Linked DNA regions of Danio rerio: region 1 is linked to region 2. Evidence: chromatin contacts called from public HiCAR-type data. All regions are on one chromosome and are shown on one strand. The core of a region is the stretch at or near the end of the contact, and the rest is flanking DNA. Distances in the headings are between cores, read along the strand shown. Region 1 holds the start of plekha6 (pleckstrin homology domain containing, family A member 6). Region 2 overlaps plekha6 (pleckstrin homology domain containing, family A member 6).

The links. HiCAR-type assays count read pairs that join an accessible place to other places.
Region 1: a HiCAR-type map of caudal fin shows a contact between it and region 2, with 9 times the contacts expected there. The contact joins the promoter of plekha6 here to the enhancer-like site in region 2. A contact is called at or near these places in 7 of 18 Hi-C or Micro-C datasets (caudal fin, embryo, fibroblasts and 2 more) and 2 of 4 datasets of contacts at active chromatin or transcription factors (caudal fin and embryo).

What each region holds. Positions count from the first base shown.
Region 1 is chr11:25,604,916-25,611,450 of GRCz12tu, forward strand. It overlaps plekha6 (pleckstrin homology domain containing, family A member 6), which reads right to left and starts at 4,490. Exons shown (of 25, transcript XM_073916723.1): 1 at 4,294-4,490.
Region 2 is chr11:25,471,714-25,478,545 of GRCz12tu, forward strand. It overlaps plekha6 (pleckstrin homology domain containing, family A member 6), which reads right to left. Exons shown (of 25, transcript XM_073916723.1): 8 at 984-1,099. Among named protein-coding and RNA genes, the nearest start is that of golt1a, 57 kb to the left of the region's middle. Within about 2 kb of position 4,683, at least 2 of the 62 cell types and tissues checked have an H3K27ac peak or open chromatin away from gene starts, as enhancers often do. A contact at or near this core is called in caudal fin, where this site is marked.

The DNA.
Region 1 (6,535 bases), core at 3,240-5,739, 130 kb after region 2:
ATGGAGCCCTGGGGAAAAAATGCACCTGACTCCAAACAATCTCCATCTGTCATGTCGCTCTCAGTCTCTCACCTCATCCATTCTTTATTGTCAATTCCACTTCTTCAAATGTCCCTCACTCTTCCTGTCTGTTTCTCCACACCAATGTCATTCATTCCTAAGAACAATGGCTATGGCTGTTTCAAAATCACTTATAGGAATACTTAAACTACTAATAAGTTAAGTTAATGAAGTAGTATTTATTTTATTAACTTATTAAATAAAACAATACATTTTTATGGTCAGAAAATTATTTTTATTTAAATATTGATTAGTGCTGGGCAAAAGTAATCACTAAAGTTAATCTCTAAAAAATAAAAGTTTGTTGTGACAATACAGTATTTATGTGTGTGTGCTGTGTACATTTATTATGAATATATAAATACACATATTTGAGATAAAAATATACATAATTGAATATAAAATATATATGCATATGACAAATTATATATAAATTGAAACATCCATCCAACAAAATAATTTGGAATTTTTGTATGTGTGTGGATCATAGCAAATATAAATAATACACACAAAGACATCATGTCAAAACAATCTTTTATTTGAGTGTAAATAAATAGCAATTAATCTTTGCCCAGCACTAATATTTGTTTATAATGTAAGAGAGAGAATTATTTTTGTTCATTTAAGTTCATTTTATGTGAAGTAACTAAAATTATTTGAGCTATATGCTTTTGGTTTTGGCTTTAGATTCATTTAACTAAAACAACCCTACCTTTTCGGCTTAATATGGCCTTTAGGGAAAGGAAACCCCTTAATGAAGGTGAACTGCGTCCAGGCCTCTTTCACCGTCTGCCTCACAGTAATCCACTCTGAAGGACAATGATGGAGCCTATCTAGATAAGTGCTGTGCACTTTTCCATGCTTAATGACATTCACTAAAGCATGTGCTGAAAGGAAACACCACCCCCGTAAACACTGGATCACCATCAATGCACTCAGGCCAGCAGAAACACTGCAAGTTGATTTAAAACAATAAATATAATGTATGTAGCAGTGCACACTGTATATTTTATTGTTATACTGCCAAGACTTTGATTTGCTACAGTGCTGAAAATGTAAATGCAAGAACAATGGAGCCAGTGGTATTTTCTGTGGTAAGACCACTAAGAATTACTGCAACTCTGCAAAAATTAATTGATTTATGATGTTTTACACGACTCACTTTTTTATTTAGTCTAATGAATATGTGTCTACCTAACATTTTTGCAAAATGAAAATGATGGGTCCACCAAGTTCACATGAAATGAAAATTCTGTTATAAATTACTCATCCTTCAATTCCCAGAGACATTCGGTCATCTTCAAAAGACAAATTTAGGTATTTTACATGACATCAGAGAGCTCCCTCATCCTCCAATTGTCCTGAGACATTCAAAGACCAGAAAAAAAAATCAATAACATTGTCATAACTGTCCATATGTCTTCAGTGGTTCTACTGTAACCATACAAAGCTCCATTTACCCTACCCAAAGATAAGGCTGTGAAGAGTCAGTAGTTGAAGTTTATTTTTGCAAAAATACCACAGCATTATAACCCCAGCCTTCTGCTGTGTTCCAGTCATTTTTCTGACGAGTGCTTCAGCAATCTACACGTTTACAATGGGGAATTAATTGGCCGTTTATTGAAGGATCAGAAAAGACTATTGATGCATGGGACTTTGTCAGAGCTTGACAGAAGCTTTACAGTCCACAGTTCATGGATAAGTTTCTTCCTCCATTTCACACGTGTAAGTAACTTAAGTGTGATTAAAATGGTTACTGCCTCCTTGTTTTCAGTAGCTTGCAAATTATGTATTTAATTGTGTTTTGTTGCTGTTAACCACTTATACGGTTAGCTCTTTATATTCACATTTCACGTCTAAAACCACGTTGAAAACGTGACACGTTTACAGATTTAAATGCATTTGTGAGCTCGCGATCCACTGCCATTTGTCATTGCTATGGTCACCGTCAGCTATTTCTACATACGTGCGGTGGTCAGGTTTCAAAATAGTTCCGCTTTAGCCAGTGTGTGGGTTAATACTGAATTTGTGTCATGGTTATAAATAGAGCAATAAGCTAGTGTTGAACTGCATTACTTTATTGCACTCCTGTATTGGGCTCACACATACACTCTGCACTCTGATTACTTCAAATCTGTTGATAAGCCATGGTGAGCATTTCTCTCTGTCTCACGCTGAATGCAGTCGAACAATCACAACAGACTGGGTAGTCAGACCAATCAGCGCAGATTAGCATCGCGCTAAGCAGGGGTTTGGGAACAAATGAATCCCAGAACAAATCATATGGGAGTAGTTGGGATAATTAGGTAAAAATAAATGCATATTATAAGACACCAAAAGTGTTTTTGACCTTGCATGCATATCAGACCATTGTTGGACAACCCCAATACCACAACATGACCCTTTTTAATGCATAATAGGGGCTCTTTTACACAGCTAAAAGCTACAATGTTTGTTATAACAAATTAAGAGTATGTACTGCAATTTATAGATAGATTTTAAATAATATTGGGTCAAGTTATTACATTTCTTACAGAGTAACTAAATTAATTTTTTAAAATATTCATTCATTTACTTTCTTTTCGGCTTAGTCCCTTTATTGATCCAGGGTCGCCACAGCGGAAAAAACCGCCAACTTATCCAGCAAATGTTTTGCGCAGCGGACACCTGTCTCTGGAAAACATACATACAAACTTATTCACACTCATAAACTATGGAAAATTTAGCTTACCCAATTCACCTATACCGCATGTCTTTGGACTGTGGGGGAAACCGAAGCACCTGGAGGAAACCCACTCGAACGCAGGGAGAACATGCAAACTCTTCACAGAAACGCCAAATGACCCAGCCTAGGCTCGAACCAGTGACCTTCTTGCTGTGAGGCGACAGCACTACCTACTGCGCCACTCTGTCGCCTAATTTTCAAAAATAATTATAAAAATAATGTGAAGAAACTTAATGATGTAATTAGTAATTCATTACTTTATTTACTTCTATGGTGGTGAATAAATTAACCACAAATGTTCATTTTTGGGTGAACTATCTCTTTAATGCACCTCAAACTGTGCAGTAACAGGTTCTAGAAGTACTGCATTCCATCACTACTCAGTATTCGCTCAGGGTACCAGCACTGCATCACAAAGTCAAGCAGATGTATACAAGAGCCTGATGCACATTTTCCTCCTTTTTTCACAGCATTACCAGCCATCAACACAGATCCTACATGCTCCGACCAATGAGAATCACAGACAAAAGCCCATATCCTTTGCACAAACCAATCACATGGCAGATAAACAGAGCAGAGCTAGTGGCAACACAAACACACACACCAGAGACAGAGAGCCAGTGTGCTTCCAGAACAGATGCAGCTCTTTTGGGCGAAAAACACCGCATTCATTCATTTTCCTGTACAAAAACACACTTGCTTCACCACAAACGCCATTTAATCCAGGAAAACGCAGATCTGATTGGTCGGGAATGCCAGCATGCTTTAGTGTTTGGAATAAAAAAATCATTCAAGCCACCGCAGAAATCGATTACACAACAAGCAGGCGCTAAACAGGATGCCTGCTGGAGTCATTTGAGTTTATCCTCTCAATCTGTGTGCGGTTCATCCAAAAAGCTCTGCCCTGGCAAAAGCTCAGTCTGTTGCAGATTTGCTGGGATGTTCTGCATTCTGGACGCCGCTTCATAGGAACAAACCCAGCATTGACTGAGGTGCAAAAAAGACATACAGAGGCAAAAGAGACTCAAACACAGACAGGTGGCGACACTCTAGGGGGGGAAAACACAAGCTCAAAGCCCATCTGCTGACACACATGCATCTGGAACAACGGACAACACCCCAAAAAAAATGATGCATCTGCCTGAGCGGGACCAACCAGAGCAAAACGTCCAGCAGCTTGGACGGGACGTACTGTACATATTAAATATTGACTCTGAAAACTTCTCATATGAATTAATCATAAGTGTGTGAATGTGCTCGAAAATGAGAGATGCTGCGTAAACGAATGAAACAGTATAAATATTTATTGAATAATGCATTTGTGTGTGTGTGTGTGTGTTTGTGTGTGTGTATATATATATATATATATATATATATATATATATATATATATATATATATATATATATATATATATATATATATATATATGTGTGTGTGTGTGTGTGTTTCAATCATTTAATATAGTGTTATTATTGTTCTCTAAAAAGAAAAGCATGAGCACTTACCAGAAATCTGCTGAAATCTCCTTGCTTGACAGTGTTTGTATCTTCTTGATATGTCTCCAAACACACTATTTATACTAAACATAAGATATGGGAGAAATATGGATAGTTGTCCTTTCGGATGCAATGCTACAGAGCACAACAACAAACAACAACAGGACCGGCTGGTGCAGGCAGTGACGGCGAGATGCTACAATAACAGCATCCCCTTTTCAGGAAAGGATGGATAAAGGAGGGAGTGACGGAGGCGGGAGGAGGGACAGTATGGAGCATGCTCGCTGCAAATCCCTGGGTATTTAGGAGTCACGTGACCCGCTCGCAGCTGTCAATCATCGCTGGCTGGAGAATGGAGTGGGGGAAGGAGATGGAGGATAGAGGATGGATGGATGGAGAATGATTATGTTGATGGTACAGTGCGAAGTGAAGCAGTGGGTGGTGCTGTTGCAGCTGATGCTCCTTTATTTCTGTTTAATTAAAGAAAGAGGGAGAAATCAGAGCGTAATCTCTCATAGCCCACCCCCAGCAAGAAGCCCACCAATGGCACAGGTGTTTCCTGGCTTAGAGCAGTGGATTAACCCCTTCTGAATGGACATATAAGGACAAACACCTCAATAGATAATTTGTTGAATTTCTTTCTTTTTTATTCCCTACACTGTTGGTTGATATATTATTATTATTATTATTATTATGTATATATAATATTAAATGATAATAATGATAAAATTAAAAGCAATATATTGTCTATGTTTTTATTTCCTTAATTTTTTTTTTGTTATTTTTTAAAGATTTTGAAGCAATACATTAGTTTTTAAAATTACATTTTCTTTGTGGTACATCTCATTTGATGTGAAAGTAAAAAAAAAATCCTAAATAATTTTCTTTTAAAATGGCAAAATGTTTATCATTTTTACATATTCACACCACCCTGTATCACCTATCCACATAAATAATTATCCATATTTCAATGTATTCACTGATGTGTAGCTAATAAAAAAATAGTATTACTAAAAATATTATTATTATTATTATTGTTATTGATCAAATTTAAATGGACACCTGACAAAAGTCTTGTCGTCGATCCCAGTTGTAAAAGCAACAAATAATAACTTGACTTCTAGTTGGTTGTTTGGAAAAGTGGCAGAAGGTATATTTTTACAATGAATAATCTGTTGAACTGCATCCCAATCATCACAAATACTGCAGGAGACATATTGGAACCAGCATGGACCCAAGATTCTCACAGAAATCAGTCAAGTTTAGTGAAGGAAAAATCATGGTTTGGGCTTACATTCAGTATTGGGGAGTGCGAGAGAGCTGCAACGTGGATGGCAGCATCAGCAGCCTGAGGTGCCAAGACATTTGTGCTGCTATTTACATTACATACCACAGGAGAGGGCAAATTCTTCAGCAGAATAGCACTCCTTCTCATATATTAGCAAAGTTGCTGAAAGCAAAAAAGGTCAGGATTGGCCAGCCCAGTCACCAGACATGAACATTATTGAGGCATTGATGATAATTTTAAAGAATCTTTATGAACTCTGAGAGTCCTGCAAGAATGCTTTCTTTGCCATTCCAGATGACGTTATCAATAAGTAATATGAGTCATTGCAGAGATGTATGGATGTGATCGTCCAAGCTCATGGGAGTCATACACAATATTAATTCTTTTTGCACTGCACCATGGTTTCATATTCTATACTGTACAATATTTCTGATAAATGACAAGACTTTTGTCTAAGCAAAGTTAGACTTTGCTGTCCTAATTAAATAATTTAAAATCAAGGCATGATCAAATGTTATTTTGGTAAAATAAGCGTGATCTAGAGGTATTTGTCTTTTTTATATAAACAACTTCTGATACCAAATGATCAACTAGAAGTCAAGCTATTAACTGTTGTAGACTGTAGAATTCTCAAAATAGCATTTTAATGTTGTTGATAAATCCTAGAATTACTGTAATTAGTCACTGTGTTTTTTGATGTATATTGTGTGGTTTGTATTGTTCTGTTAGTCTTTTGTTGCTACTGGACCTGGGCCCCGTTTAAGAAAAGAGAAAGGAGAAAGAAATTTGGGGTTTTGCATTTTAAAATGGCAGGTTTGTCATACTCAAGAAAGCAGGGCCGTTTCGCCTTAGCCTTAAGGCCCGTGCACACTGAGATGTTTTGTTTGAGTTTCGTCGACGTTTGACGCCAACACCAACGCACAAAACGTCAGGCGTAAAAGCGCCATATTTAAAAAAACGCCT
Region 2 (6,832 bases), core at 3,433-5,932:
GGTTAAATTTTTTTTTAAATAAAATAAAATAAAATAAAATAAAATAAAATAAAATAAAATAAAATAAAATAAAATAAAATTAAATTAAATTAAATTAAATTAAATTAAATTAAATTAAATTAAATTAAATTAGGTTAATAAAGTAGCGTTTGTACTGTATACATGAGAGAAATGAAAAGTCTTAGTTTAATTACTAATAGACAGCTCGCTAAGTATTAAACAACTATAACAGGGTCTGAGCAAGAAGTTGAAAATCTAATTTGAGAGATTTATCATCCAGCAAATCTCAAAAACAGGCATCACTTCCAGTACACTAATTGGTCGACTTCACTGCCTCATTTCATTCACTCGTTCAAGTAAACTAATGAAAGGAATAATGAATGATGGTAAAGGGGGAGATTTAAGATACACATACTATAGCTGTCAATTGCTTTATTCTTCTTTTGAGTGCAACAGAATAAAGAAACACAAACAGGTTTGAAACAAGTGGAGGCTGAGTAAATGATAACAGAATCCATTTGAGCCCAATTATTCCATTTTTGTCATGTCAAGCCTTTTATACAAGCAAAAACCAGGTTCTGTGTGTATAAGTATGTATTAGAACTATATAATATATAATTTGAGCATCAATATTAATATGTTTGTATCTGCAATAGTCACATTGCATAATACATCATAAACATAATACTAAATAATACATTTTTGATTATTTTTACTTACTTTTCATATTTATACCAATTATTTGTACATACTGATGGCCATGTTATTTTGATTGTTCAATTTCTGTACTTGAATACTGTTTGACTCCCAATAAAACAATATAATAACTTTTTTAATTTAATTATAAAAGTATATATAATTATTTTTAATTATAATTTATGCATTTGCACTGCATAGAAAATGACTTGATCATCCCAGTTGATATTGTGGCAAAATGAGTTTTATCATAAATGTGTGTACTGTAAGTGTGCATGCGTGTGTACCTGGGTGTAGTTGGGATGTGGACCCTTGCAGCCTCACTCATGGCTTGGATCCACTCCTCCTGCTCTTTCTGGCTGTCTGCACTGAAGTAATAAGTACGAGTTCCTGCGTGCTCAACCTGCAAACAGAACGCAATACTGCCCTTTAAATCCTCACTTTCCTCTTCCTCCTCCTCCTCTTCCTCTGTTTCGCACCACACCTGCAACAGAAAGAAAGAGAGAAAGAGAAAATTATGCACTGTCCTCCAGTCATTCTCATTGTGCAAGTGTGTGTAGCTGTAAACCTGATATCACACGAACAACAGAGCATGCAAAGCACCCAGCAGAGCTCATGCAAAACATTGCACAGGTAAAACAGCCTGAATTATTTTTGTCATAATAGTAGGTTATTAATTACTTTTTGTCATTATTTACTCACTCTCAGGAAAATAAATAAATACATTTGTCCATCCATTGAAAAGTCTGTTTCCCCTAATGACACTTATGAAGCTCAAAAAATTGATCCATATACAGCGAGTGGTTTATTTCAAATCTGCCGATTTGACACAATGACTTTTTATAATGAACAGATTTAATTTAGACTTTAATTGGCATATACTTTGTAAACATTGCAGCATTCAAATTATTACATATTAGATCCAATGAGATTCAATTGTATCTGTCACATGGCATGTTTTGTCACATGGCTTCTGAAAGAACCAATAAGGTTTGTTTTGGTGTGTAATTCTGGTGTGTTTGAGCTTCTTTTTATGTTCAAGTTTTGTTGCCATGAAATATTTCTTTAAAACATATATGTTTGGTTTTTATGAACATTTTGAAGCATCAAACATCAATTTTGGGTGAACAGACTTCAACAAGAGACTGAAATAACTATTTTAACAACAAATATCTTCATTTTGAAGATGAATGTCATGAGGGTGAGTAAACAATGGATTTTATTTTGGGGTGAATAAACTTATACAACATATTTTGTTTTCATACAACTTAAAGGGATAGTTTACCCAGGTGAAAAAGAAGTGCTCTTAAATATATATTACAAATGTACATGAAATGTAGATAGTATGTTTAAAGAACAATTGGCACAAATAACATACTAAAAGAGCATTCTAAATGTGTTGGTTTGCATATTAATGTATTTATTATAAAGTATGCTACAAGTACATTGATAAAAAATATGCATAACTGCACTTTTAAAACATATGCTAGAACTCAATTATGAACTATTTATACATTTTAATGCATTTACAGAGAACACACTAATTTTATTCTTTCTTAAAGTATGTTTTATGTGTACTTTGTATAAGAACATTGTGAAATGGTGCCAATTTGAGTGTTTTAAGTATATGCATGTTATTTTTTTAGACATAACGAAACATATTTTAAATGCAAATGCAAGCTGCAAATGAGCATGTGCTCAAGCCTGTATTTTTAAATATTTTACTTCACACTGTTGTACAATGTGCATTGTCAATTGAAAAAGTTGAAAATTACAGTTTTCAAGCATTCAAAAACTGTGCAGTTATTTGTGTTTGTATTGTACTTTTACAGCATACTTTTATATCAAATACATTGTTCTGAATGATTTTGTTAATTATTGTTAAAATAAAGTAGGTCTTGTAATACTCTGCAAATGTATAGTAAGTATAGTAATAACAGTTACTGTGAAGCTTAAAATATTTTTCTACTAGGCTTAAAAAGTTTCCCCACTGAGCTTAAACAATACTTTAACCAGTTTTAAAACGCACTTCAGCTGTGCCTAAATTATACTTCATCTGAACTTAAAGTATCCTTCAACTGGGCTTATATTATACTTTAATTGGTTTTAAAATGCACTGCAGCTGGGCTAAAAATACACTTAATCTGAACTTAAAAAATATTTCATCTGTGTTTAAAATATACTTTAACTGTGTTTCAAATGTATCATTTAAATGTACTTTAAATAAAATACACTTTAATTGAACTTAAAGTATGTCTATTTTAACACAACATATTTCAAATAGCTTAAAGTTAATCTTAAGTATATATAAAATAACAATTAATATGTTTAAAAATAACACATGTAATATTCACTTATAGTATACTACAATTAAAATATGATAATTACGTCCAAAAAAGTACAACTTAAGAACTTAAGAACTTTTTTTCACCTGGGTATTTACTATTTTTGTACCTTTAGGCAGATCCTTTATTCTTTATTCTTTAATCTGTTGAACGAAGAAAGCTGAAAATCAGTGTCCATAATCTTTCATAGTAGCAAAACAACTACAATGGAAGTCAATTAGAACCAGTTTTCAGCTTTCTCCAAAATATCTTCTTTGTGTTCAACAGAAAAAGGAAAGTAAAATAAGTTTTGGAACGAGTGAAGTGTGAGTAAATGACAACGTTTTTGGTGAACTCTCCAATTAAGGTCTTTTTTAAGAAAGTGCAATCAAATAAATCAGTCATGCAATGTCTTATTTTTTATTTAAAGTCCATGAATATACCGGGGAACATCTGTGCAAGATTTAATAAAATAAATATTGTCTAGGACATGCAGATTAGATTCAGAAATATAATAACTAAATGTACAAATATAATTAAATCATTAACTGATCTAAAATGACCTATGGATTTACTTTATTTAATGATTGATAATCAATTTAACCAAATGTATGCAGGCATTTAAAGATACTTATTTACTTCTGTCCCCATTATTCATGCTCATGTTAGAAACGCAGACAGGTGAATCTGATCTTGTCATGCAGATGCAGGAGCAAAGAGAGGTGCTCGGAAATACCTACTAAATGTGGCTCAACGACACAATGGAGAAAAGTCACTCAGGGGCCCTCAGAGATATTGGAAACAGAGGAGAAAACACTACATAAGGATGACTAATGGACATGTTTATAGTAAAAGAGTGATCATAGTGTGTATTAATATCCTGGGGAAAAATAGCAGTTAGTATAAATGTGACTTTGCTCAGTGATTTATTATATTAAAAAATAGTATGAAACCTGAAAATGTAAAACCTTTGCGTGAATACAGCTAGACAGAATAACCGGTTTGAAAAAACACTGCAGTAAAACAAATTCACCACACGGGGGCAATAGAGAACAGTATAGTGTAATCTGTGAGCAAGTGTTGACTGTTTTGATTCAGTGTAAACAGCTACAAAGAAATTATTAAATAAAAGTTTATTTTATTGTTAACTGCTTAATATAAATAATATATATATATATATATATATATATATATATATATATATATATATATATATATATATATATATATATATATATATATATATATATATACTTATTTCTTTTTTTTACAATGTAAAAATGCATTATTATTATAAATATTAATAATATTAATAAAATACATCCTTGTAAAATCAAATTCTTATCAATTATATTACTGTATTCATGTATACTGTATTATATCATATGACATAACCTAAAACAAAGGCAGATAAACTACTAGTAGACATTATAACAACAAAATATATACAAAAATGACTTTAGCAACATTTTCAGCACCAACATTTAAAATACATGGTGACATTTTGTCATTTCAAAGGCATTTATTGCTAATAAGCTGATGACACAACCTCTTATTACTAAAACAGTCACCAACGTTTGATGAAACATACAGGGTGTGTTTTTAAATGATGAAACATGACACTGACTGGAAGCTATAATAACCTGACCATAAAAATATAATGTTGTAATTAAGCATTTTCCCCAGTGCCAATCCTTTCAATTAGCCTTTTAAACAATGACAAACTCCACTACTAGTCATTGCAGGGCGTGCCAACTACAGTTTCATACCATTTAATAGTTAACTGTTTCATAGGACAGTTAGTTAATTGACAAGACAAAACCTGTTGAGCAGGGCTTGTTTATGCTACTATACAATAATTTACAGTACAAATGTACATATATGTGACCCTAGACCACAGTCTTATGTTGGTAGGAAAAGCCAAAAATATACTGTATGAGTCAAAATTATCGACAAAATAAACATTTATTTTTTTTATTAACAAGTGTTCTGCTTCATTTTCAAAGATGGCCAAAGGAGCTCAGATGCACTGCAAAAATCACCAAAAACTCACAACACAGACTGCAATGGAAATGTGTTAGGGGACCCCAAAAAGTTAAAAAATAAAAATATATAAAACCAACTGCTTTCTGTTTAACTGTTGTCTGAGACATGAGAGGTGAGTTTTTTTATTCTTTTATCTTCTTGGTTATTTGTTGTTTAAATATTTTAGCTCTAATAATCTGATGAATTTAACTGACGTTAAATGAAACATAAGTCGGGTTTGTCACTTTTGTTGTCCCCAAAAATATTTATATTGTGGGAATTTGTGTGCATTTGTGTTGTCAAATTGATGAAGATGTTTTCTTAGGTTTTTTTTATGTTTTTTTTTTCAATATGTAATTTTTCTTAACTTTTCTTAAGCAAATTTGAGTATTTTCAGTTTTCATTTTCATTTTCATTTTTGGCATTACATTGTCTTAATCTTTGATTTAAATTGTTTTATGTTAAAAATGTAACTTAGTCTAACAAAGTGATTTAATGGACATTTTTGTTAGTTTGAAACCAAATACATAGAAAAAAAACAATAAATCATTCATTCATTCATTTTCCTTTGGCTTAATCCCTTTATTCATCAGGAGTTGCCACAATGAAATGAACAGCCAACTTATCCAGCATATGTTTTAGCATATGTTTAGTATTTTACGTTTTGTCAGTTTAGTTTTGTTTCTTACAGGACCAACCCAGATAATATATCAGATCAAAGTACTAAAGAGCTCAAATTCTATTTTAAACTTTTCGAATTAAAAAAGTTGTTAGAGTACAGACAAAGTCCCTTTAAGGCAAATCATTTCACTCGGCAGCCATCTTTGAAACACCTCTCGGGCAGTATGATCAGGCACTCTGTCTAAATGGGAAAACATCAAATTCTTAAAAACTGCTTGCCAAGTTTACAATTGAATTTCATATCAGGAATCACCAATGAAATTAAACAACTCTCTCTGTAGTTTAATTTATACACATCCAAATCACACAAAATCTGAAGATACTCACATCTAGTGACTGCCTCCTCTACTAGAGGGCGGGATTTATTCGCCATATAGGGATTAATGATTATTCGTTACACTTTTCCCAATTCAAAAACATACGAGTGACATGTCTTGTACAAATCACGGTAATAATGCAGTCATAGAGCACTAACAAAAAGTATCAGATTGAAACTCAGTATCTGCAGACACTCAATGTTAAATTACTCATATTTTACCCCCCACCCCTAAAAGAACAAAAAATCAGGACATCCCTAATAAGAGCACTCATTTCCTGTCTACTTACTGCTTTTTGTTTGCATACTTTAAATTTTTTCTGAAACTGATAGGATCATGTGTGTCACTCGAAGTAGAGGACAAAAACAAAAGTTTGCCTTAAGTTTTGCCGCTTGCATTGTGGAAGTTTACAGAAATCTGGCACAAAATCTGTCGCAAGTCCTTCTTGTACCTTTGTACCTGCCAAAAGAGAGCCTTGTTTAGTTTGATTGAACCTCTCCCTGAGGAAACTGTCAAACCCTCCTGCGCTATTGATTCATTTCTGGGCTTGGCAAGAATCTGTGCTTACTGTTTGCATTTGATTTTATAGTGAAGCCATTGTTCCTGTGCACGCGGGTTATTACTAAAAGGCTCTGAGCTGGCATTTTTATAGATGTGTTTAACTTTAACACAGTATTTAAACCTTCATTATAGTTTAACCAAGCTTCAAATGCATCTTTAAAGGGATAGTTCACCTAAAATTGAAATGTACTCTTTGTTTTCTCGCCGTCATTTACTGTACTCTCTATT